Regions from separate parts of the Mus musculus genome. Here region 2 is linked to region 1. The links are chromatin contacts, called in public capture Hi-C maps. All regions are on one chromosome and are shown on one strand. Each heading gives the region's core, a stretch centred on a gene start, on an enhancer-like site or on the middle of the called end of the contact. The rest is flanking DNA. Distances are from core to core; before and after follow the strand shown. Region 1 has its middle 24 kb from the start of Gm39267. Region 2 has its middle 35 kb from the start of Gm33823.

Region 1 (7,952 bases), core at 3,016-5,515:
GAGACCAGGCTCCCCTTGACTGGGCTTTGTGGGTAGAGTTGGGGCTTGGGAACGAAACTAAGCAGGATTAACTCCCATCTTTGCTACGGTTGTCCTTGGTGAGTTTCCTGTCCCTCCAACTCTGTTGGGGTACTCCTGCTGACGGGGTGGCGAAGATCAAACAGGCGTGTGTGAACAGTCTGGACTGTTCTATTTTTAAATTTTTAGCATTTATTTATTTATTTATTTATTTATTTATTGTTGTTGTGTGTGAATGTGAAGGTCAAAAGTCGATGTTAAAAAGTCAATTATCTTTTTTCACCACATAGGTCCCAGGAATTAATCTCAGATAGTCACACTTGGTGGATGACATCTTTCCCCACTGGAACCATCTCCCTGGCCCAGGACAAGAAGCTTTACAAGGACTGAATGAGAGAAGTATGACAATTGATTAGTGCTGTCTGCATGGCCTCCATAGGGCAAGTACAGCAATCAATTAGTGCTGCCTTCGGAGCATGGTAGGTGGCTTACAGCAATTGATTAGTATTGTCTGGTAGGTAGCTTATAGCAATTGATCACTATTGTCTGCATGGGTGTGGCTGTAGAGGACTTTTATTGCCTGCTGAGCATCTACAATCTACTCAGGACTCCATCTCTTTATGCATTTACTCAGAGCTTTCTGGGGGTCCCCACACACTTCCTTATTCATTTTTAGAAGTCTATATCCTCAGAAAACTGATCATCATGGTTGAAGTGTGTGTGTCTGTGTGTGAGTGTGTGTGGTATGTGTGTGTGTGTGTGTGTGTGTGTGTGTGTGTGTGTGTGTGTGTTTGAGGGGAAGCTGTTTACATGTTTCAGCTTCTCTTGGACTTAGTGATCGACTTTTTTTTATAGTCCTACTGAGAAATTTCTCAGCTTTGCCATTTTAGATAAAGTCTAACCGATGGACTCCCCAGAGAGACTCCTCCGTGACTTAGCATCTCCCTCAGGAGAGGCCTGCACCTCGACTCTGTTACATACGTTCGTCAGTCCAGCTCATTCCCCGAACTGCTTTAAGGCTCACACTGTTCATGTTTTTAGTTCTTCCTTTTAAATGTGATTCCTTTTGAGTCCATCATAAAATGAATATATCCATGGTAAAAAAATCAACAAAAATGCTAACTAAAAAGGTGCAAAGAATTAAATGTAAACATCTGAAATCCTACCATTAAAAATTCTCCATCTTTAATACTTTGACTCTATTCTCACTTCCCACTTGAGTTTTATAAGAGATTTAATCAACTCTCTTGTGATCGCTGGATGCTCTTTCCCCAGGAGTTCAGGCATGGCTGGATCCAGGTAACTTGGATGGCTTGGCAAGACTTAACCTCTCTCTCTCTTCTCAGGTTAGCCTTGGAGTCCTAGTTTGGTTTCCTGTCAGGAATCATTTCTCCTGATGCTTATCCCTGTAAGGAGACTTGGTAATCACCTCAGACAGAAGACTTGAGAGGGAAAGAACAGAGTCTAGGTGGCCTGAGTTGGGGCCATGGCCTCCAATAGATGGTGTGAGAGCCCTACTTCGGTGTTGGAAGATTGCTGGGGAAGATTGAGAAGCTGGGTGGGCAAGTGTGTCATTTCACAATCCTCCTCCTGGCTCAGCCTTGTCATGGCAAGGCTTTTGTGGAGTGCCTTAGCCACTTCCAGCTGGCTCTGGCTCCTACGCACAAGGTCATCTCACTGTGGGAACAAGCTCCAGTGACCAACAGCTGTGTCTTGGGAGCATTACTCCTGGGCTCCTCCCTCTTGACCCTCCATCCCTCCTCCCCATTGGGACTGCCCAGAGTGTGAGCACAGTGTGTGGCTTGCTTGTTTGGGAAGTTCCCCTGCCCAGTACACAGCTGGTATTCACTAAGTGCTGTGTGTTTGGACACATGGTGTAGAATTGAGGGAATTCTTGCTTGAATGACCACTGGAAGGATGGTTGAGGGGATCAAAGGATAGAAGGGTAGGTGTAGAGATGTGTGGAAGGGTAGATGGATAGATAACTAAGTAGATAAGCAGCAGGTTAAGTAGATAGACGGAGAGATGGATATACTGGGGTAATGAAGGAGTGGATGGGTGAGTGCATACATAGAAGCATGAATGAATAGGAAGGCAGGTGTATGTATGTATGTATGTATGTATGTATGTATGTATGTATATATGTATGTATTTATGAATGATGGATGGTAGATGGATGGATAGATGGGTGATGGATGGATGGATGATGGATGGATGGGTAAGTGGATGGATAAATGGATGCATGGATGCTAGATCAATAGATGGGTAAATGGATGGCTGGATAGATGGATAGATGGCTGGCTGGCTGGATGATGGTAGATGGATGGATGGATGATTGATAGATAATAGTTGGATAGATGGATAGATGGTATTTGGATAGATGGATGGATGGATGGATGGATGGATGGATGGATGAATGGATGGATGGATGGGAAGATTGCTGAATGGATGGATAGTCAGGTAGATGAACAGATGGGTGGTTGGATGGGTGATGAATGGATGGTCACATTGGTGAATGGTGGGTAGGTAGGCAGATGTTAGGTGGACAGATGATAGACAAATGGGCAAACTAATAAATGGGTAGATGTTTGGGTGGATTGCTGACAGGCTGCCTAGGAGACAGGCAAAGTACTGGGAAACAGAAGGAAAAAGAGGGACCTGGAGACTGACTGAATCACATGGCTGTTCAGAACATCCTGGCCCTACATTGTCAGGTTTAAACTCACCTCTGCTCTGTACCAGAGTGCCAACTTTGAGTCAGTATTTAGCCTCCCCAGGACTTGGTATTCTCATCCACAAGTGTGGATGCTGCAGAACTCAGGGAGTGCTGGGTCACTGGTCCAAGATGTTGTATACAAAACCACCTGCAGAACATATACTATGCCTGAGCTCAGAAACTCTGGCCAATCCTGACGTCTTCCATATGTGTTTCAGTAAAAGTGCGTGCATGTGTGTGTGTGAGTGTATGATGCATGCACGCACATGCACACACCCATGATTACACATGTGGAGGCTAGAGCAAGATATCAAACATCCTTCATCATTGCTCTCATCATGACTGTCCTTGTGACAGGGTCTCTCCATGAGCTGGAAGCTTGCTGTTTTGGTTAGGCTGGCTGGCCAGGACACTGCTTCTCTCTGCCTGATGCTGCCTCCAACACTGGAGTGACAGTCACATGCAGCCATGCCTGGCTTTTTACATACATGCTGGAGGTTCAAATTCAGAGTCTCGTTCTCACAGAACAAGCTTTCTTACCCATCGGGCCATCTCCTCTCCCTCAGTTGTCATGTGGCATTTATCAAGCCCTGGTGCTGTAGTGACAGGTGGCTCTCAGGCACCAGGGACAAAGTGGGACTAAGAATCATGCTTGTCCCAGGAACCTTTTACAGAATACGTTTCCTCGTTTGCTTTTTTGCAGTACTTGTTATGACTTCCACGCATTTTAACTTGCCTGTATTTAATGCCAGTGTTTACTTTTTAATGAGCCCCCACCCCTTACTGGACTGTGCTGTCTGGCAAAGAGAGGACCTTAGTGCTCAACTCACAGCTGGATATCAAAGACCAGCATAAAATGACTATTCGCCTTCCAGTTGCTCCAGCCAAAATCCTGGGCTCTGTCTCATTTCTCTTCTTCGCACGCCACAACCAGGCTGTCCAGCTCCTGCTAGTTCTGCCTTCGAAGTAAACTCAAGGTCCAGCTGCCTCTCCTGCATCCCCACAGCCTCCTGTGCCCCTGCCTATGTATCTTTGAGTCTCATTAACTGCCTGGCCTTCCTGCTCTGACCTCACCCTGTGGCTTCTCCCAGGTGCTAGCAACTGCTCAGAACGCATTGATGTGCCCCCACCTCATCCCACCATGCTGGCAGCCACCAGAGACAGTGAGAGCCAGGAAGCAGTCCCCTCAGAGTTTCAGTTCAGCTCACTGACTCAGGCTGTCAGACTCCTGGCCTCCAGGACTGCCAAAGGGATTCATTACCTTTGTTTGAAGCCACACAAATTGTGGGCAGTGCTTTGACCCAGCAGCTCCATAAATGAACACTGGCTGTGAGTTCCCAAAGCCAGCTATGGACTTGGGTAGGTACTTGTGGCTTCTGCTGGGGACAAGGCTCCTCTGGGGGAGATGTGGCTATAGCCTATCGCTGGCCTGGAATTCTGAGACCACCAGTTTTAGGAGCTCTGAACTATACATGGCCAGAAGACGTGGCAGCCTGGAAGCATCTGGGAACTTTAAACTGTGTCCTGGTTTATAGGCCCAAGACAGATGGGAGCTTGTGACAGGGTGTCATCTTGTGTGTTTCATGACACTTACTATTCCTGGGGAGGTGTGAACAAACTCTAGTTAGGGAACTGACAACAGACCAAAGTAATGACAGCAGTAAGGTTCAACTCTGTGAACTAATGGATTTATTGGAGTGACTTACAGGAGTAGTGGTGAGGTGTAGAAGATCCTTACATGAGCAAGGACCACTCAATGGCAGCTGGGTCACTAAAGCCTGATCCGACATAGATGGCAACTCTCAAAAATCCTGAGCTCCCTGTATGATTTATAGCTGCTTGGGTATAGAGTCTTGTCCAGAGCAGTCTGCAGCTCATAACCTCAGGGAATGGGAATCTGTGGATTTCAGGCACTACCTAAGTCTTCTGCATTGTTCATTTCCCGAAACTCAAGGAGCCTCCCTCCAGGGTACCATCTTCTAACTTGCAGAAAATTACCACACAGAAGCACCTTGCTGGCAATGGTCCTTTGCGATCTGGGACCACCTTAGTGGGTTCTGTGAATCTGTTGAGTTTGAAGGGAGGAGAGAGAGAGGGAGAGGGGGAGGGGGAGGGGGAGGGGGAGGGGGAGAGGGAGAGGGAGAGGGGGAGGGGGAGGGGGAGGGGGAGGGGGAGGGGGAGGGAGATATCTTGCAGAGGCCTTGGGACTTGCTGCAGGAAGGGATTCAGATAGAGCTTAGGCAGCATCTTCAAAAGCAGCAGCAGGGCCTCTCCCAAGGCTTTTTGTAAGCACCTTCTGTATCTTTTCTTTCCTTCCTCTCGGAACAGCAGAGATGGTAGGACAGCCATTGTCATAGGGTTTCTATCAAAACATTATAACCCAAAGCAATGAAACATTGCAACCAAAAGCAACAAAACACTGTAACCAAACACAACGAAACATTGTAGCCAAATGCAGTGGGACAGGGCAGCCAAGTGCAATGAAACATTGTAGCCAAAAGCAATGGAACACTGTAATCAAATGCATGAAACACTGTAACCAAGTGCAACTTAGGGAAGGAATGGGCTTCTTTTATAATATACTTCCAGGTCACAATCCATCCTTGAGGAAAGTCAGGGCAGGAACTCAAGCAGGGCAGGAACCTGGAGGCAGGAACTGAAGCAGAAGCCAAGAAGGAGTACTGCTTACTGGCTTGCTCCTGGATTGGCTAGCCTGCTTTCTTATACAACCCATGCTAGCCCAAGGATAGCACCATTCACAGTGGTCTGGGCCCTCCCACAGAGATTTGCCTACAAGCAGATCTTATGGAGGCATTTTCTGCAGTTAACATTCTCTCTTCATAGGTGTGTCTAGGTTTACATCAAGATGACAAAAAGCAACAGCATAGCCATGTAGGAAGACTGATCTCTGCAGCCTCCATCTTGGGAAGGGCTGCTTAGAGACCAACTACATTTAATCAAGAACTCAGACACAGGGACCCTAGAGCAAGGGTGCATAGAAGGCTCTGAGGGTGGAGGGGGTTCATAAAGGTTCTGAGAAGGCTCATGGGAGTTGAGAAGAGATTCATGGGAAGCAGGAGAGTCTGACAGGAGCTCATGGGATGGTCACAGGCTGCAGAGGAAGCTTGCTGGGTTAGTCAGGTCATCTGGGCCCTCGTCCTAGATGCTCAGGTTGTTGTAAGAGAGTCCCCAGGAACTTACTGACCTAACAGAAAGCGGAGCGGTGGATGGGGCTGTGGACACCACCCATCAAATCCAAGTCAGCAGCAGTAAGTATGGGTGAGGTAGTTCAAGTGACAGTGGCCAGGGTTCAGGGTCGGGTTGTTGAGAAGACTCACCACAGAGGGTTCAGAGGGGCAGAGAGGTCACATCTCATGTAGGTGGGAGCCCTGGGGAACAGCATGCACTTGGTGGCTGAGCCTTGCTGGACAGTCTGCTCTGGGATTTCAACTGACTGTCAAGTCCACGGACCGTCACATGTGATGGAACATCAGGGCTTCTGATGTGGAAAAGCTGACGTGCACAGATGCTATGTGGAGCCTTCCTTCCTCATTAAGCAGGGCCGTTCCCCACTCTGTGGCTTGCATGCAACAGTTGTTACTTAGCCCATGGCATTGCCTTCTGGTGGCCTATCTCCCCCCCCTCACCCCCCCTACCCCCCAGGCCTGGGTTGTGTGTCTGCTGAGAAGAGGACTCAGGTGCCTACAAGGCCTGGCTGCTCTCTTGCTGGCTGGCTGATTGGACCACATCTGGATCTCATTAGCCATGGGGTCTCCACCAGAGGCCAATGCTGCCTTTATCGCCCACAGTGCTGATCTGGACAGGAGAAAAATGGCCGCTGATATGCTCCACTTCCTGGGGTCCTGCTTAAAGGCAGTGAAGGGGCCAGGCTGAGGAATGGAGAGTCGAGAGTCGGAGGGAGGATCAGTGCTCTGCCTCACATGGATGGATAGTCATATGGGTGCCTGCGGGACCACAGCTCTTCCTCCCTGTGGGATGGTGTATGCCCCTAGGGCTCTGAGGGCCCTTGGAAATGCCTTGTCCCATTTTACAGCCCACACACCTCAGAAACTTTCCAGCTAACAAGAACCCACCTAAAAAGAGCCCAATGTGGCAGTGTGTGAGGTGTGAGTGAGCACGGTTGTGCGTGTGTGTGTGTGTGTGTGTGTGTGTGTGTGTGTGTGTGTGCGTGTGAGGCAGGTTCCTGGGTCCTCACTGGCCAACCAATCTAGCCAAAATGGTGAGATCCAAATGGAATGAGAAACCTTGTCTCAAAAAATACGGTGGAGCCTGGTGTGGTGGCGCACACCTTTCATCCCAGCACTCAGGAGGCAGAGGCAGGTGGGTCTTTGTGAGTTTGAGGGTAGCCTGGTCTACATAGTGAGTTTCAAGTTCCAAGACAGACAGGGATGGATATGTGTGTGTGTGTGTGCATTCTCACCATACATGCATGCATGCATGCATACATACATACATACATACATACATACATTCTCCCTGGCTTAGCTCCTCCTTCTTCTTTAGATTATTATTTTTAAAAGTGTATGCACTCTTTACCTGCGTACTCTTTACCTGTCTATATACAATGTGCGTGCCTGGTGCCTGATCAGAGGAAGGTGTTGGATACCTGGAGCTGGAGTTACAAATGATTTTGAGCCAGCATGCAAGTATGAGGAACTGAATCCCAGAATTCTAGAGGAGCAGCCACAGCTGTTAATGGCTGAGCCATCTCTCCAGGACACCCCAATCCCCTACACCCCTCCTTCAAACCTCCCTCCTACCCCCTTCTCCACCCCCACCCCTGGTCTCCATCAGTCATGGGTCAGACTCTGTGATGTAAGCCTTTTGTTGGCCTTCCCTTCCTGAGCTCAGGTGCTTATAACACCTCAGGGCCCCCAAGTGATCCCAGGAGCCTCCAGAGACCGTGATTCTGGGCAAGGTCCTCTCCCCCTCGTGAGCTCCCAGGCAGCCAGCCAAGAACCCAGCACATTTCAAAGTGAGTTTCAAGTCTCTGAGAAAAGCCCGGGTCCTTTAGGGGAAATTCCCATGAAAAGAATCCAACTATGATGTTGTCTAGATTAAAGGGACATGGATCCAGTGGGGCACATTTGATTGGATTGGGAAGCCACTGTGTGTGCTCACACGGTTCTGTTGCCTAGCAAACCAATCAGTAGGCTTTGTGGCCCAAGCTACAATCTATTCAATTAGCCTGGCATGC
Region 2 (7,952 bases), core at 4,065-6,564, 460 kb after region 1:
GAGACATCTGTGGCTGCCTTCACTGTAGATGGGACACCAGGTTCAAATCCAATCAGCGACACTTAACAAGTTCTGAAGAGAGGGCTGAGGTCACCCACCCAAGGCTCCACGTTACCCTCTGTGGAGAGGGCCAAGGGTGACCCATATTGCATCATGCGAAAGATGCCTAGATACTCACGCACTGTGGTCAAAACAGACTGAGAGCTGGGGTGTCAGAGGTCAGTGTGGTCTCCCTCTGAGCATTGCCTGTGGGAGAAACGGCTGGCACGCATCAGCCTCCCCCAGAGGTTTCTGGCCCTATGCAGCCTGGGTGGGGCCAACGCCTTTGCCTCCATGTCCCATGAACCTTCAGCTGCACTCACAGCCACACCCACTTCGCATTAAGGGACACAACAGTGGCAGCTCTTGGCAGAGGCTCCCCCATGAGACCCAGCACCTCAGAATCCTGGTTCAGAGGTTCTTCCATGAGATCCAGCAACCCCAGAACCGGCACCCCAGCATCCCTGCTTGTTGGAGAGAAGATATGCAGAGGCTCTAATGACAGGCCAAGCCTGGCCACAGCCTGCAAGGCCTTGCCACAGGGAGAGTGGGAGGTGGAAGATGAGACAGGACTCAGAGTCAGCCCCCTCCCAAGACTGTGTCCATTTGGATCTGAGTTGACTAGGAGGTGTTGGGAACCCTAGAAGGATGCCTGGAACCAGTCTGATGAGAGCTTGAGGTGGATTCAAGCCACGTCTTACTTGACAGAGGATTATCACTCAGAAATGTTCCAGATATACGAGAAGCATCTTTGCATGTTGCCGCTCTGCCTCCGTCCTGGAGTCTGGGGAAGCAGCAGCAGCCTGTTTCCATGGCAGCAGACAGGAAGCAGAGAGAGAGAGAGAGAGAGAGAGAGAGAGAGAGAGCACTCTAGACCTGAACCAGAGGGTGGGTACCACTGTCAAAGGCCTGCTTCTAGGGACCTGCGTCCACCAGCCAGGCCCCATGTCCCAAAGGCTCTGCAACCTTGAAGACTGCACTTCAAGTGGGGACCAAGTGTTCAAATGATGAGTGTGTGAGGAACGGCATAAGTCTGTGGCGAACATTCCAGAAATCAAGCTGTAGCAGCTTCCCAAACTCCCTCAGAGAGAGCCCTGTTTGTTTATTTGGATTCTGACGGACAGAACTCAGGGAGCATGGGCTCCACACCAAAAGGCTCTTCCTTTTGCTTTTGATCTAGAAGAAGAGGGGAGGCCCAGAGGGAGAGCTTTCTGAAGGGCGAAGGATGGCTCTATGGCCCCAGGGCAGAAGCGCAGGGCAATCATGCACTCTCTGCAACCATCCAATAGGCAGCCGCAGTCCCACTGTGGTACTCTCTGGACTTCTAGGGGTGGTCGTGAGGATCAGCCAGTGGTAATTGCCTTGACAAATAGATTCACCAACCTTACAGGGAAACCGACCAGGGAAAAATAAAAAGAACCTTCCATGTAAACTGGATTGGAGTCACCTCAGCAGCCAACCACGTCTCACGCCCCCTTCCTCGGGTTGAGTGCTGCCAAATACCAACACACTGTTTGAAGCTTGGAAAAGAAACCCTGCTGTAGAGAAAGGGACAGCCTGGCTTAGCGTCCTTGAATCGGCTCTCACAGCAATGGCTACCCCACCCCTTGCCCTGGATGACTGGGGACTTCGGTGCTCTCAGCTGACAGAATCAGACCACAGGCCAGGCTGGCTCTTCTCTGGTACTCCACTGGGGATTCAGGTGTGAGGAGGTTGGATGTAAGTCCACCCAGGCCTTGAGCCTCCACCTCTCTCCCTGCACTGACATATAGGCGCATACCTGACATACAGGCTCCTCTTCCCTCTTACCCCATAGGGGAGCTTGCCTCTCTCTCAAACCCAAGCTCACCCACCACCCCTGCACCTGTGACCTCTGGACTGAGATGCTCAAAGTGACAACGCACAGTAGGGACTTTTGCACTCTGGAGGTACATCCTCGTGCAAGGGAATGGCTGCTGCCTGTCTCTAGGCTCCTGTTGGCCTCTGCAAATGGCCAACTTCAACAGGATTTCTTGATGGACCAAGAAAGGCTGGTGATGTGGGTTTTAAAATAAAACACACACTTTTAAATGTTGAACCGCCATTAAAAATTATTTCTGGGGGGCCAACCACTGCCAACACCATCGGTTTTGGAATCTTGACCCCCTAACAATCTCACTGTACCTGTGTCCCCACGGCCAAAGACATAGAAGCCACCCTCTGGTGGAAGTGACAGGCGACATCTTTTTGTTTAAACTCAGTGCACCTTGATAACCACGTACCTATTTTCATGGAAGCAGTAGGCTTCCCACCACTCTCAGCAGCTCAGTTTCAAAGCGTGATGGGACGACGGTGGGCAGGGGGCCTGCACAGTCTCACACACTCTTCCTGTGCTGTTTCCAGTGAGCAGTGTTTTACACAAGCCCCTGGGCGCAATGAGAGTGCCTGAGATGTGTCACTGTAAATGCTCGGTGCAAGAGAAGGTTTACTGGCTGGCTGAGTCCTGCACATCCATCATAGATTATTAGACTTTGCGAGGTGCTTTTAAGGCCTCCTTTGAACTCTATCAGCCTTAAAAATTCACGCAGGTAACATCAGAAAGGAAGAGAGCTTCGGGGCACTTGATAGCTGTTAGTTATGATGTTTATTTTATTTTATTTGTTGGCATGAGGTTGACAGGGCTGGGTGATGGGGAGTTGGAAGCATCACGGGACACACTCCATCCATCCTCCAGCCGGGTGCGGCTTCTGGAAGAACTTGGGTGTTTGCTTCTGCAAAGCCGTGGGCTGTAAAATCAGAGCTCCAACAAGCAGGGTGCTCCCAAGGGATGTTCCTTATGGGAGCACTCCTGCCTGCCATGCCTGTCTGCATGGCCTGCCTGGGTTGGTCCTGGTTTTCTTATTAAAAATCCCCCTTTCCGCTGCTAGCACAGGCCTGCTGTCCCAGTACCCAGAGGCTGAGGCAGGGGAATGCAAACTTTAAGACCTGCCTGGGTTGCAGAGTGAGTCCGAGATCAGCCTGGGAAGTTCAGTCTGACTTTGCATCAAAACAAAAAGCAAAAAGTGGGCTGTGGTGTGGCTCGGCGCCAGAGTGCCTGCCCAGTACTTATGAGGTCCTGAGTTCGGTCCCATGCGCTATCTTTGAAAACAGACGAAAACCCAAGCCACTCAGTACTGGGTTAGCAAGATTCTTCCACCACGCCCACTTCCAGCCTGAATTTTAATTCGTTATTAATATTATTCCAATTATTCAAATGTGAGTGGAACCATGTAACAAATCTCAGCTCTTGGCATCGAGCTGCCTGAGCCAGGATGATTTCTGCATGTAAATCTCTACGCCAATCTTGTGCCAGGAGTCTTCAAACTCCTCTCTTCCGCTCCCTCGTCAAATGTACAACAGGCACTGTCTGAGACCCACAGAGGCGACATGGAAGTGTGTAGCCAGGTCATGTGAGAACCTATGTGGTCTGCCCTGGCTGTGGAGACCATCAATGTCCGTTCCCCGAGACTCATGTCTGGGGATTAGAAAGAGCATGGGATTGGAGCCCAGGCTCATTTTGGAGTTCTTTCACAAGCGAGTGGCAACTAAAAGTGGCCTCTGCATGGTGATTAAAAACTCAGCCTGCAAGATGGTGCAGGAGGTGGGGCCGTGAACGGTCAGTAAAGCTCTGATCTTGTGCAAGAAGCTAGTTGGGTTTGATCCCCAAAACCTCTGTTTTAAAAAAAAAGGTGGGTATTACAGCATTCAGTTGCAATTCCAGCACTAGGGAGACAGGCAGACTCCTGGAGCTCTCTGGTAGGCAGGAGAGCCTAATTGGTGAGGTCCAGTCCAATGGGAGACCCTGTCTCAAAAGACAAGATGGATAGCTCTGGAGAAGTGGCAATTGATTATAACACACACACACACACACACACACACACACACACACACACACACGGAAGGAGGAAGGGAGAGAGAACAGTAATAGTAATTTTATAAGAAAAAAATTTCCACACACAAGTTGAGAAGAAGCTATTCCATCATCTTAACAGGCCTGTGGCAGAAGTGGCAGGTGACATCTTTTGATGGGGGAGGGTGGTCAAGTTCCCTGTGTCTCTATTTAGTTACCTTATCTTTCAGCTTGGGTAAACCTGTCAGACACAGGTTGGCTCTGTCCTCAGAATCCCAAGTTCAGATCCCAGCTCCCTCACAGACTTGTGCTGGAGCCCAAGACCCAGTCCAGGCCTGGTAGTGCTCCAGCTTCCCCAGATGTCCTCCCTGGGGAACGGCACGAAGCTAATGTCGTGCCCAGAGTGTGTTAAGAGTGTGAGGAGGGAGAGCTCGGGGCTCTGGGGACACCAAACCCACCCAGACTCAGCACATACAAGCTCCTTTCTTTCCCTTAGCCTTGGTGGCCTCCTGACTCTCCTGAGGGTCCTGGTTTCCTTTCTTGCCTGTCACCTGCTGAGAGAGTGAACTGGCACAGAAATTCCTCCTCGTGAAGCTTGCAGCCCGGAGCAGATCCCAAGCCCATGTGCTGTTTGAATACGGGACTCAGTCCACAGAAGGAGGTGAGATGACCACAGGAATACAGCCAGCCAAGGCTGGCAACGATTGACACCCAGACTCCCCGTGGTGCTGTCCTAAGCCCCTCTTAAGCTTTATTCTAGGTAGTCTCTGGGTTGGGGGTGTGCTGGACCACAACCCCACACCGGGCTGCAGTACAAAACAGAAGAGGGGGCAGGCAGAGGGGGCGCGGTGCACACACGGGTTGGGGCTTTCTAAGCCGCAGCACCTGTTAATGGCCGGGTTAGGTATGACCTATTAAACATTTACCGCCCATTTCCTGTACATGTCTGGTGAGGCCTGCAGGAAATTCAGAACAAATTAAACAGCAGCTGTGATCCCTCATGCTCCATCGGTCCCTCCCCGGGCCCCGCGTGGGACCGTAAAACATGAGGGGCAGTTCTATTAGGGACAGGCCCGTTTCATCAAGGAAGCTCCCCCCATCTCCTGCCAACCAGACTCCATAAAGTTAAATTGGCCAGTACGTATCTCCCTCCCGCTTCCACCCACACGGGCCAGCTCCTTGAGGGAGATTGTTCAGATCCCACACCCAGCTCACCCCTCAGCCCTGCCCCCTCCGCTGTTCCCACACGATCTCACATGTGGTCGGAGAGGGGGCACTTCCTGCCGTTATAAAATGCAAAACTGAGACCCCAGCAAAAACAGCCTGCCTGCGTGCGGAACACCCAAGTTGACAGTGTGAGAGAGGAGGCCTAATCCATTCCATATGACAAGCAGCAGTGGCCCGCAGGGGCAGGCCAGACCCCAAGGAGGGTTCAGAGCAGCTCCCCGGCCCCCTCCCTGCCCTGCCTTCCCTACCTCCCCCCTCTCTCAAGTGGATCCTTCAAACCAGGAGAAAAATACTGGAAGGACCGTAGCCCCAAGTTAAACCAGCCCGTGTTTGGGTTTGACAGCCTGCGAGGTATTGTTCCATCTTACACTTTGAAAATAAACTCTAGGAAGCATTAATGCAGATGCGGGGATAAACATGCTCCTCCTCGCAGTCTCTGTCCCCGCCCATGCCCTCCCCGCCCCCACGCCCTTCCCCAGTGCCTGCGTTCACTCCTCCAGGTTACGGCTTAGGCTGATGGAAGGACCAGATGGGTCTTTAAATGGGGGAACTGTGCAGCCCTTGCTGTGTAAACAGACAGCTGTCCAGATGATGGGGTTGAGGGAGCCCCGAGAAAGCAGCCTGCGGTAATCGCTCCCTCTGTGGTTCTTGGAAAGTGGAATAAACACATCCAGACAGGCTTCTCTCCGATTGCTCTGCAGCAGGAGGCTCGGCATCACCTCGGTGAGAGGAAAAGGCCCCATAGCCGAGGGTCAGACTGTCAGATACGAGGAAGAGAAGGCACTTCTGTGGTGACTGCACACTGCGTGACCTTTTTTTCGACGTCTGCGGTTACACTTTGATGCTGAGTGACCATTTACAATGACAAACGTCCTCTGGTGAACCCCAGCCCCTGCTCATGGCCACTGACCAGAACAATCTCCTCCTCGCAGACCCTCACCAAGGATACCACCTTATCCTGACCACATCCAGAATAGAACCTTCCCACTTCCTGTTTCCTACTTCCTGCTTCCTGTTCTCCAGTTCCATAAACCATTCTCCCTGAGAGGTGCTAAAAATGGAAAGGAGAAGATGAAAGTTTGGCCGGAAGATTTATCCGAGCCCATAAAAGTCTCTCCAGCCCTCTGCAGACAGGATTCTCACTTCTGCTTCAACTTAACCTTTCCCTAAGTCGACGATCTGAATTTTGCCCATAATTCCACTAAAACCAACTGGGATCTCCATTGGTGGCTGGGCTGTTCTGGACGACTTGACAAATTAGTACAGTAAATTTCAAGTGTCTTAAGCACTAAATTAGGTCATTTGTTTAATGAGCCAATCCACTGCCCAGAGTTTGACCCCAGCCCACTAGGGTGAGTTCACACGGAGTTCCACAGCAGGGGTCTGGGCTCCCTCATCTGTCTTTTGCTTCTAGTTAAAAATGCCCTGAAGTCAGGGCTGGAAATCAGATTGCAACTGGAGCTCTGGCTTGTCAGTAAGCAAAGTAAACGGACAAAGTGAATTCTTTTGCCTCAGTTTCTTTCCCGTTGTCTGTCTATATCGCTTTCACCACTACAGCTAACATCAGCAGCAGCAGCAGAAGCTCCACCACAACACTGTCACTGTAGCCACAATAGCCATCACCCTTGTCATCGCTATTGCCATCATTGTCACCATCACTATCACCACCGTCTTCATCACCACAGTCAACATCAGCATCATTACATCACCATCATTACATCACCAGAATCAGCATCACCGTCATCACATCATCATTACATCACCACAGTCAGCATCAGCATCACCATCATTACATCACCACCATTATAGTCATCAGCATCATCCTCATCCCATCACCAGAGTCAGTATCACCATCATTACACCACCACCATCAGCTTCAGCATCATTACATTACCCTCATTACATCATACCAGCAGCAGCATCATCACCATCATTACATCACCAACATCACCATCATTACATTACCACCATCAGCATCACCATCATGACATCACCACCATTACATCACGACCGCCATCACTGTCATCACCACCTTCATTGTATGAACCGTTACTGAGTTCTCGCTATGAGTCTCCTAGGAAGATGTTTCAGTGCCCCCCCTTGCCCCCTCTCCTCCGGCCGTCACAGTAAACCCATGTTCCAGATGAGGAAACAGGTCCTTGGAAGCTGGTCTCCCTGAGAGAGCCTCCAGTCACTCACTCGCTCCTTATTAAGTCTTTCAACAAATCTTCACCACGTGTCTGTCAGGAGGTGCGGAGCACGTGAAGCCATGGCTGCCAGCTCCAAAGGCGTTAGCCAGGTGCACGGGTCATACATATTAATAAGTGTAACAAAATTCCAGAATTGCCGTAAGCCAACAAAAGGACGCCTGGGGCCAAAGGAACAAGAAATCAACTTAGTCTCCAAAACATTCCCTGAATTATGCATATGAATTCCAGCCTTCTCAAGTGATCCTGGGTACTAAGAGTTTCCACCCGAGCTTGTGTGTGTGAAAACACTACCTTCTAGCAAATAGTGTGGAGCGCTCATATCTCTTTTAACAGTCATACACACAAACACACAAAAAAGGAAGCTCATAGTCCCAACTCAAAGGGGCCACCAAGTCCAGGCTGCTCTACGGGGACCCTCACTGCCAACAGGAGCATGTGTGGTTAAGATAGATCAGGGTGAGCTCCCATGGACACAATTGTCATCATCACTTGCAGCCAGCAGCGCAATGCACAGAGCCTAGGACAGCTCCTTGCGGACGCTCACAGCTCTGTTTGGTTTGACATAGGTTCTTTGAAAATTCTCCTTCTTCTTGGTGCTCCATGGGTGG

Evidence for each region. Capture Hi-C pulls out chosen DNA fragments and counts their contacts.
Region 2: a capture Hi-C map of embryonic tail shows a contact between it and region 1, with 2.2 times the contacts expected there. The contact joins two enhancer-like sites. A contact is called at or near these places in 2 of 9 other capture datasets (embryonic stem cells and embryonic tail).

The regions. Positions count from the first base shown.
Region 1 is chr8:120,839,701-120,847,652 of GRCm38.p6, forward strand. No RefSeq gene overlaps it. Among named protein-coding and RNA genes, the nearest start is that of Gm39267, 24 kb to the right of the region's middle. Within about 2 kb of position 4,266, at least 6 of the 459 cell types and tissues checked have an H3K27ac peak or open chromatin away from gene starts, as enhancers often do. A contact at or near this core is called in embryonic tail, where this site is marked.
Region 2 is chr8:121,295,972-121,303,923 of GRCm38.p6, forward strand. No RefSeq gene overlaps it. Among named protein-coding and RNA genes, the nearest start is that of Gm33823, 35 kb to the left of the region's middle. Within about 2 kb of position 5,315, at least 82 of the 459 cell types and tissues checked have an H3K27ac peak or open chromatin away from gene starts, as enhancers often do. A contact at or near this core is called in embryonic tail, where this site is marked.